2 separate regions of the Columba livia genome follow, and region 2 is linked to region 1. The links are chromatin contacts, called in public Hi-C maps. All regions are on one chromosome and are shown on one strand. Each heading gives the region's core, a stretch centred on a gene start, on an enhancer-like site or on the middle of the called end of the contact. The rest is flanking DNA. Distances are from core to core; before and after follow the strand shown. Region 1 holds the start of DDX46 (DEAD-box helicase 46). Region 2 holds the start of UBE2B (ubiquitin conjugating enzyme E2 B).

Region 1 (4,028 bases), core at 202-2,701:
TTTTCTAAACTTTTTATTTTTTTTACATTTTCTTCTACAGCGTGCAATAAAACTGAGTGTATGATTTCAGGTTTCAAAAGCCCTGGTCTGATGCATATTTCCAACTCCAGCACATGCAGCCCACCCAATTCATCTCCACCCACAATTCATTCTCACCCTCCTATTTCTTCACTTTTAAAACTTTTTGTAGGTATTCAAATAGAAAATTAATACAAGTTGAAACCCACTTCTTACATTATTTTTAGCCCAAACAGAAAAAACCTTGTATTTATCAGAAGAGTGGCCGAACTGTGATAAACAAGGGAGTCCTGCTCACTGGAGTGCCAGCACTTTGGCATTCAGTTCCCAGGAGATTTTGCAGCCTGAGTCTCTAGTGGTGTCCTGCTGGCAACAATTAATTCGCTAGCTAGTTCAAAACTAATTTAGACATATCTATGGGGAGGCCCAGCTCTTCACCGAATCATGAAGTTGAACCTAAGGCAGTTATTAAAATTTCAGCTCATCTGCCCCTCTCAGTATAAATCTCAGTTATGGATCTAAGGAGGCTGTTACAGTGTGGGGACAACTGCAAGCAGGGACTATTCTGTCACAGCTGCAGAGTTAAAAGCTGATAGTTAAATTAGGAAATAGAGACATATGCCACAACTGCACTTGTAAACTACGGAGTTGATTTAAAGCCTGATAGATGTGAGCAGCTCCAAATCATCTGGCAGCACGGGCTTAACCCGAAACACACAAAAGTGCACGATCCCGTTACTGCTGAGTTAATTACAGCACCTCACCAGGTGTTTGTACAAGCTACGAGAGGACGAGAGACACGTGATCCTGCATAAACTTCAAAAGAACCAGCAAAACCGTCTAATCCAGGTCAGAAACGCTACCCGACTAATGATGCCGTTGCTATTCATTCTCGAAAGGCAGCGCCCGGAGGGGCTCGGGGGGGCCAATGCCCCGCACCACAACCAGGCGCTTGGTCCCCGCGTCCCCCCGCGCAAAGCCGAGCGGCTCCGGGCCCGCGGCCACAGCGGCTTCTCCGAGCGGCGGACGGAACGGGCAGCGCAGAGCCCCTCACAGCGCCTCGGCCGGGCGGCTGGAACGGGCCCTGAAGCCCGGCCCGGAGCCCCGATCCACCTCAGAGCGAGCTCCTCGCCCCCCGCGCCATGCCCGGGCCCTGCCGTGTTGGCCCCGCCGCCGCCCTCAGCGTGCCCGCCGCCGCCCTTTGTTCCCCCTCACGCAGCCACCCGCACTCGCCCGAGGGAGCCGCCAGCCCTGGCGCGGGCCAAGCCGGCGACAGCGGCCCCATTGCCCTCACCTGGACTCCCGGCCCATGGCGGCGGCGGCGGCGCGGGCCCTGCTCTAGACGGCGGCGGCCATTCCGCGCCTCAGCGCCCGGGACGATGAGAGGCGCGGCGGGAAGCTGCCGCCCCCCCGCTTCCGGCCCGCCGCCCGCCTGCCGCGCCCCCTGGCGGCCGGAGGACGCAGAGCCGGAACAGCAAAAAGCGGGCAGGAACGGGCAGCGCGGGCAGTCCCGCCCGTCGCAACCGCCCGGGCTGCCCCGGCGGGACTCCCGGTGCGGAGCTACAACCCCCTCCCCAGACAGGACAAACCGCCAAGGAAGGGGGTAACAAACATACTTTTAATAGAAAACAATCAGTTTGGCAAGAAACATTAAAATATAATTATGTACATGAACAGAATAAGATTAAAACGGAATAAAAGGGACAAATTCCTTGAGCAAAGGTGAGGAAGCAGCTGCCCCTCCTGGCGCCCTGCCGGTTCCAGGGAGGTTTCCTCCAGCTCACTCTGAGTTCGTCGGACAAAACTAAGTGTTTATGGACTGAAAAGTTCCAGGTCAGGTCTCACAGCAAGATTTCTGTCACTGCTTGAGAATAAAACCCACTTCAGCTTTCCCTGCAGGGCTGAGTGAACACATAGTAGGTGGGACAGCTCTTTTCTCAGCATTTCACTCATTGGGATTGAAATCTTCACACTGAGGATTAAAAAAAACCATTGCCTTTGCAGATGTTAGTAGCCAGTATTTTTGCAATTTATTTGTATTACATTTGGGCATATAAATAAGGTCAGAACAAGTCTAACTTTTGAGCAAACTCATTTACGTATCTCAACCTTAATTTAAATGGCAGCTATTTCAATTCGCTGAAGTTCCTAATACAAATGCAAAGCTTCCGAATCAATATTTGTGCTAATAGACCTAAGTCAGAATCTTCTGCAGCGCAGCCCTGGACAACTGTAACATGATACAGACCGAAAATATTCAGTAAAAAAGAAAATTGTCAAATCAAAACACAGGCTTTTTGTTTTCATGCAACAAACATATATTTAACTTAGGGGTTAGAAATGCAGTGCTAAAATTAAATCAGGAAGCTTTAACAGAGAAGATTAAGCAGAAAGCAGGGCTATTTGCTTTAAAGAGGCATAATTAAAGGTTTATGCTCCCCAAAAAACTTCCGCAAATACCAACAGAAATAGGTATTTCTCTATGTTAAAAAAAGCATTGGCCTAGATTATCTGAAAGTCCAGATTCTAAACAGAAAACTGCAAGTTGAAAATAACAGCAAATTTAGCTTCAATAGAAATCTTCACAGATTATCGTTTAAGCTACTTGGAATGACATTCCTCTCAGTGTGCAAAATTCATGAGATTGAAAACTAGAGCAGTTGCTACTTTACTGTGTCCAGTGACAGGACCCATCTGTATTTGTCATTATTTCACCTGTGTGGCTGGACATCCACAGAACAAAATACAAAGCACTAGTGTCCCTTCATACTTAGATCTTCATGTGGGAGTCAACTCAAAGCACTGGTTTTTATTTCACTGTCTCTTGGAGTATTTAGGATTTAAAGAGGAATGGCTACTATGATTTCCCTGCGCTAATTTCCAAAACACACCAAAAAAATAAAGGTAAATAGCTCTGCTGAACCAAAGGCTGTGTGCTGTTGGTTTGTAGTATTACACAGCAGGAGCAGAACTCCTCCGCAATTAAGATCCTGTTTACATGCAAATATCTGGTAATAAACAATCTGCAGAAATTAGTGTCATATTAAAGGTTGTCTTATGGAATCTGGGAAGGAGCTACAAAAAAAACAAAGTACTTCCTTCCCTTGGCAGTTTTATGTTTTCTAGAGCAACCAACTGATGCTGCAGGTTGGTTGCCAACGTATACAAGCTTCTCCTCATGAGATGAACTGTTAAAATAAAGACATCAGACTGAAAACATACGTGTGAGCTACAGGAGGACTAGGCTGCTGGAAACCCACAAACAGGTGAGATTAACAATTCTGTTTCTTCCTGCTTTTTGATTAATGACATTTGTAAGCAACAGAACTTTGTTGTTGGTTTTGCATTATAATCATCAAATGAAATTAATCACAATCACAACAAATGATGTATAGCAAGGCAAGGATTAGGACAACCAAGTGGCCTGTTTCACCAACATTCTCCAGAAGCAGCTACTTGGTTCAAGAGTCTGAACTTGAACAACATAATACAGGAATTTCTTTTATCGAGAACTTTTTTAAAAAATGGGAACAACACAAAATGAGCAGTTCTTATTAGCTATAGTGATACTGGAGAAATATATACATATATATATATATAGTTCTGCTGAAAGGAATTCTCTTTGTTCTCGCTGAAAAGAACAAAGGCAGCTTTGTAAATGTTTATGAAGGAGGCTGAGAAGAGCAGCATTAACTAAACCAAATAAATAATCCACTGACACTTGCATCCTATTCTTCACATTTATAACAGGCAGACACAGTATTTAAATAAACTGAACCAATGCAACTGGCAGTCTGGGAACCTGCTCTACCTTTCCCAAAATGGCTCCTTTCAAGCATTTGAACAGGTAAGAATTTTAATGAAGGTTTAAATCTGTCTGCACAGTCAGACATTAAAGGAATACGGTCCAGAAAGCTTTAATGTAACTATCGTGTTGAATTCTACAGCCATCATGGTAATTCAGAACCAAAAACCAAAGTAAGTTCATGGCAAAAGATAAAAGTAAAGAA
Region 2 (4,460 bases), core at 861-3,360, 200 kb after region 1:
GTTCAGAGCCTCTTTTCCAACAGCAAAAACTAAAAATTAATTAACTTGGTTTTCTTTCGGTTCAGTCCAACAAATTATACGAGATACAAAATCTGTTGAGCTGTTTCTCTCTTCACTGCTCTCAACAATCACAGTATGCAAAATAAGTTTGTATTTAATAAAGTGAATCAGAGTTCAGAGCACACAGTCTGCTTTTTCAGTATTAGGTATTATACAAATAATATAAGGCTAAACAAAAATAACTTATGGTAGAAAGGAGAAAAGTAAAAAAATGATGTAAAGATGTTGCATAAGCTTTGGGGTATTAAAGCTGTCATGCATTTGATAAATAAATTTGATTTACTTTGTGTTTGTTTAGTTATAATTTTCCACAGCTATCACGTCTTCTCGCCACCTTACATTTCAAAGTTATTAAACCAGTCCTTCTAAGATTATATAATCACAAAAAACATGTCTGATTGCAATCCTGAAAAATTACTTAGTTCCTCACCCTAAAAAAAAATGAAAAACACTGGTTCATGTCATCTGTGTAACCAAACACAAAAGACTGAGTATCCTCCTTTGATTTGAACAGGAGTCAAGCAACACCTGCTCAGCAAACGCCACCACCCAAACGCAACAGAGGAGACAGGCTCCACATCTCAAAAACCTCCAGCTTTCGGTAGAGTCACAAATCAGGCTTTTACAGCTGCAGTTTTACATGCAGTCACGTAAAGCAACGACACCACACGTCAACTGTTTACTGATGTATTTTCAGATACTGGTCTAACACAGCTACGCTAAAAAAAGAGTCACTATCAAAGCTGACTCACCTCCAACAACTTACGAGCGACTCCGGTCCAGGGAAATCATACGACATTATTGCAAAGCTTACAAAAGACCCCCACACCTTTTTCCACACTATTCTAAGTGTGTTTACATGTGAGACTGGAAATAAATTATTCTACAGTCTGTGGTTCGGTCATTAACATTTAAAAGAGTGCAACTAATAACTGCATCTTCAGCTGTTTGTGTATGTTATACAGGAGAGTCTTGATTGAAAACCTTAGAATGGCATGCGCACAAAAACATTAAAGGCCATCTTACTTTTTTTATTACATACAGACAAATCAAGCGTTTGCTAATTCTTTGCGCTTCATTTTCCGATGTCCGTCCCGAATTGCGCCTGTTTCCAGAGCTCGTCAGCCCAGCAAGCCCCAAGCGCCAGCAGAGCCCGGTCCTTTCGGAACACGGGGCCAAAGCTTGTGCGAGGAGCGGGAGCAGCGGGGGGCACGGCACGAACACCCGGCCCCGCACCGCCGGGCCCCCCAGGGCAAGGGCACCCCCGGACACTCACACCTGACCCGACACCCACCGCAGCCCCCGCCCCACCGCCCGCGGGGAGGCTCCCCGGCCCCGGGCCCTCCCTGTGCGGGCGGCCGGGCCCTGCCCTTGTTTTGGAGGCTCCGCTTCAACTTTTATCCTCAGACGCCCCCAGCCGTCGACGCACAGGCGAGGCGGGCGGCACAAAGCCGGCCCTGCAGGGCAGGATCCTCCGCTCCCCCTCCCAGCCCCGCTCCCCGAGAGGGCGATGGGGGAAGCCGCCGGCTCGGAGCGCTCCGGTCCCGCGGCACCCAGCGAGGGAAGACCCGGGAAACGGGGACTCGGTGCCAGCCCCCCCGGCACAAAGGAGCGGGGCCGGAGGGACGGCCCGGGACACGCCGCCCCCGTGCAGCTCCTCGCCGCTGCCCGCGGGGACGGCTTCCCCGGCCCGGACGAGCCCGAGCCCGAGCCCGAGCCCCGCAAACGGCCGGGTCAGGCCCACGGCCGAGCGACGCTTCCCCCACTGCCGGGCCGGCGCCGGCTCCGTCCCCCAGGGGGAGTCCCCGCTCTCCGCCATGCCGGGGTCCTGCTCACCTCTTGAAGTCGCGCATCAGCCTGCGCCGCGCCGGGGTGGACATGATCGCCGCGGGGAAAGAGTCCGCGGCCGCAGCGCCGCCTCCCTCCACCGCCGCCTGCACAAACAACCCGCAATGGCGTCTCCCTCCGCGGGGGGCGGGCCGCGCCGCTGGGCCGGGCGACGTCGCGGGCTCCGGGGGGGCGGCTGAACCCGGGCCGGCCCACCGCACCGCACCGTGGGGGGAGGCGCCTGCGCAGCTCCGCGGGCCCGTGAGCGCTCCCCGCGGTACCCCCGCACGTCCAGCCGCAAAAAGGCTGCGGTATCGGACCCTGCCGTACCCGGCTCCGTGAGTCCGGCTCCATCACCCCTGTGGCAGATACAGTTTTGTTTTGGTTTAATTACAGTTTGGGGCTTAAAGAAAGCAGATTTTGGCAAGGGCGAAACAGCAACATTCTGCTTTTAACTTGGAGCTGCTGAACAACCTCAAACTTGAAATGGCACAAGGAGTGAGAAATCGTTTTACAAAAATATTTGTACCCACTTGGCTTATGCGCTGAAGGGGAATAATAGGGAACCAGGGCAGGGATGTTAATATTTGTTTTTTTAATCCTATTATTCCAACAGACTCGAGCAGATCTCTTTGAAGTCATGACCTAATTCTTTTGTGGAGCCTTGGACGTTAGCCCCAGAACTTGGATTTGTGTGACTACATGTGCCTCCTTGCTTTTCCTTCAGAAGATTTTAAGGAGGTCAAAACATCATCAGACTCATAATGAAGTGACAGAAATAAACATTCTTTATCCTCTGCCTGTTTCTTTTGCCCCCGGCTCTCCATGTGCTTGAAAAGCTTGGATCCTGGGTTTAATTTAGCACAAAGCTCCTAGCTGCTTTTTGCCCAAGTTCATGCCAAACCCACACTGCAGCAGCTCCACTGACACAGGTTACTTTAGACACAGCTGACCCGAGTGCTGCTTGGTTTTTACCTTTTACCAGGATTTCACCCTGCAAGGTCTTATGCTCTGAACACTTTTTATCCCAACGTGAAAATATTCAGATGCTAAAAGTGAGATATAAGCACAGGAATTCACGTAAAGCGTGATACTGCAAGGGAATGTAATAAGAAACTGTCATTCTGCAGCCACTAAAACATTATTCCCCACACTAGCCAGAAATGGTTCCCAACAAACAACTCTCTCTGCTGGATTTTCCTCCTCCTCCCATCACATGGACATTTGGATCTTACATTCCACTGCTGCTCCTCTGGCTTTATACAGTTTATATTTAGCTCCAGCTAATTCGTACGGGAGAAGGCAGACTGTAAAAAACAAGTGCAAGCTTGGACCTGTATAAATAATGAACAGCAGTTTAGGAACATTCATTATTTCACTCCTAACAGGTGCTCTAGCACCCCCTACCCCGGGGGCAGCTCTGCCCTTTGAACATCAAGTGCCCCTCAAGCCCCCCAGACTCCAAGCTCAGGACCTGCACTGAGAATAAACACAAAGCAAACCCCAAACAGCAGGCACCACACCAGAACTAAATCAAATCCTATGTTGTTTCCACCTGTCTTCGGAACTTTTTCAACAACAGCTCAGCAGTGACATTGGGAACAGTGTGTTGATGTTCTTGAACAGAAAGTTTTCCTTTTAATCCTATCTGGCAGTTCCATAGGTGTGGCTGGTAGTTTTATTAATAAATGGAAACCTTTTTTTTTTTTCCTTTGAAGAACTAATTGCAACTTCTGCTCTGTTGATTGTATGGCACGTGCAGGTTTTAAAATGGAGTTAATTGGCGATAATTTCAAAAAATCACTCCCAACTGTAGTGATAAGAGGCTCTGCCCTTGCCAAGGTCTAGAACATGAATGAATGTTTTCTTTCTACAAACTTCTTGAATAGTACTGAAACATATACAATAACTTTCTGATCAGAAAGTTGTTTCACATTCAGTTTTATCCCTATTTTTTCCCTCAAAAGTGATATTTGTTAAGGGATTACATTAAATAAAGAAGTAGCATTTTGCAGCACGGTCATTCTGTAGTAATACTCGAGTACACACAACATTTGTGTAGCACTTTGCAAACCCCATGCATTTCTAAGGTAACTGTCCTGTTGTGAGATGAGAAGCTTGAGAAGTAACAGTGAAACCAAACTACTTGTTTTCCTGTTTGTTAAAATAACCCATCCTCCCAGTAACCTCTATGTTTTTTGTTTTTTTTTTTTCCAGGTCACTCTCATGCTGCCGTGTCCCTCTGGGAAGAATTATTTATATTAACATCAGCCAAGCCCAAGACTCCAAAATTAGGGAAATGAACAAGCCAAGTCCCCGTTTAGAAACTGTTTTTGTTCTCATTCATTACAGCAGCTGCTGAGGAGAGACAATACTTCATGTGGCAAAAAAATGATTGCTTTGCTCATCCTCAGCTCCCATATAGGAGCCACTAAGCAGTGCCACAGTGAAGAGGAGAATCAGGGGGTTATTTGATCTACGCAGCAGCAGAGCTGGACGCAGCTAGTGTATTGATCCAATGTGTCTGATTCCCAGCCCACCTTCCAGAGCCCTGGAGCCCTCTGTGCCTGTCA

Evidence for each region. Hi-C and Micro-C count contacts between places; a contact is called where the count stands out from the background.
Region 2: a Hi-C map of crop shows a contact between it and region 1, with 2.1 times the contacts expected there. The contact joins the promoter of UBE2B here to the promoter of DDX46 in region 1. A contact is called at or near these places in 2 of 2 Hi-C or Micro-C datasets (crop and liver).

Annotation. Positions count from the first base shown.
Region 1 is chr14:10,086,575-10,090,602 of bColLiv1.pat.W.v2, forward strand. DDX46 (DEAD-box helicase 46) reads right to left here and starts at 1,452. Exons shown (of 24, transcript XM_065029963.1): 1 at 1,313-1,452. The coding sequence starts at 1,329. CAMLG (calcium modulating ligand) reads right to left here. Exons shown (of 4, transcript XM_065029969.1): 4 at 1,616-4,028. The coding sequence ends at 3,969.
Region 2 is chr14:10,287,722-10,292,181 of bColLiv1.pat.W.v2, forward strand. UBE2B (ubiquitin conjugating enzyme E2 B) reads right to left here and starts at 2,111. Exons shown (of 6, transcript XM_065029992.1): 1 at 1,897-2,111. The coding sequence starts at 1,940.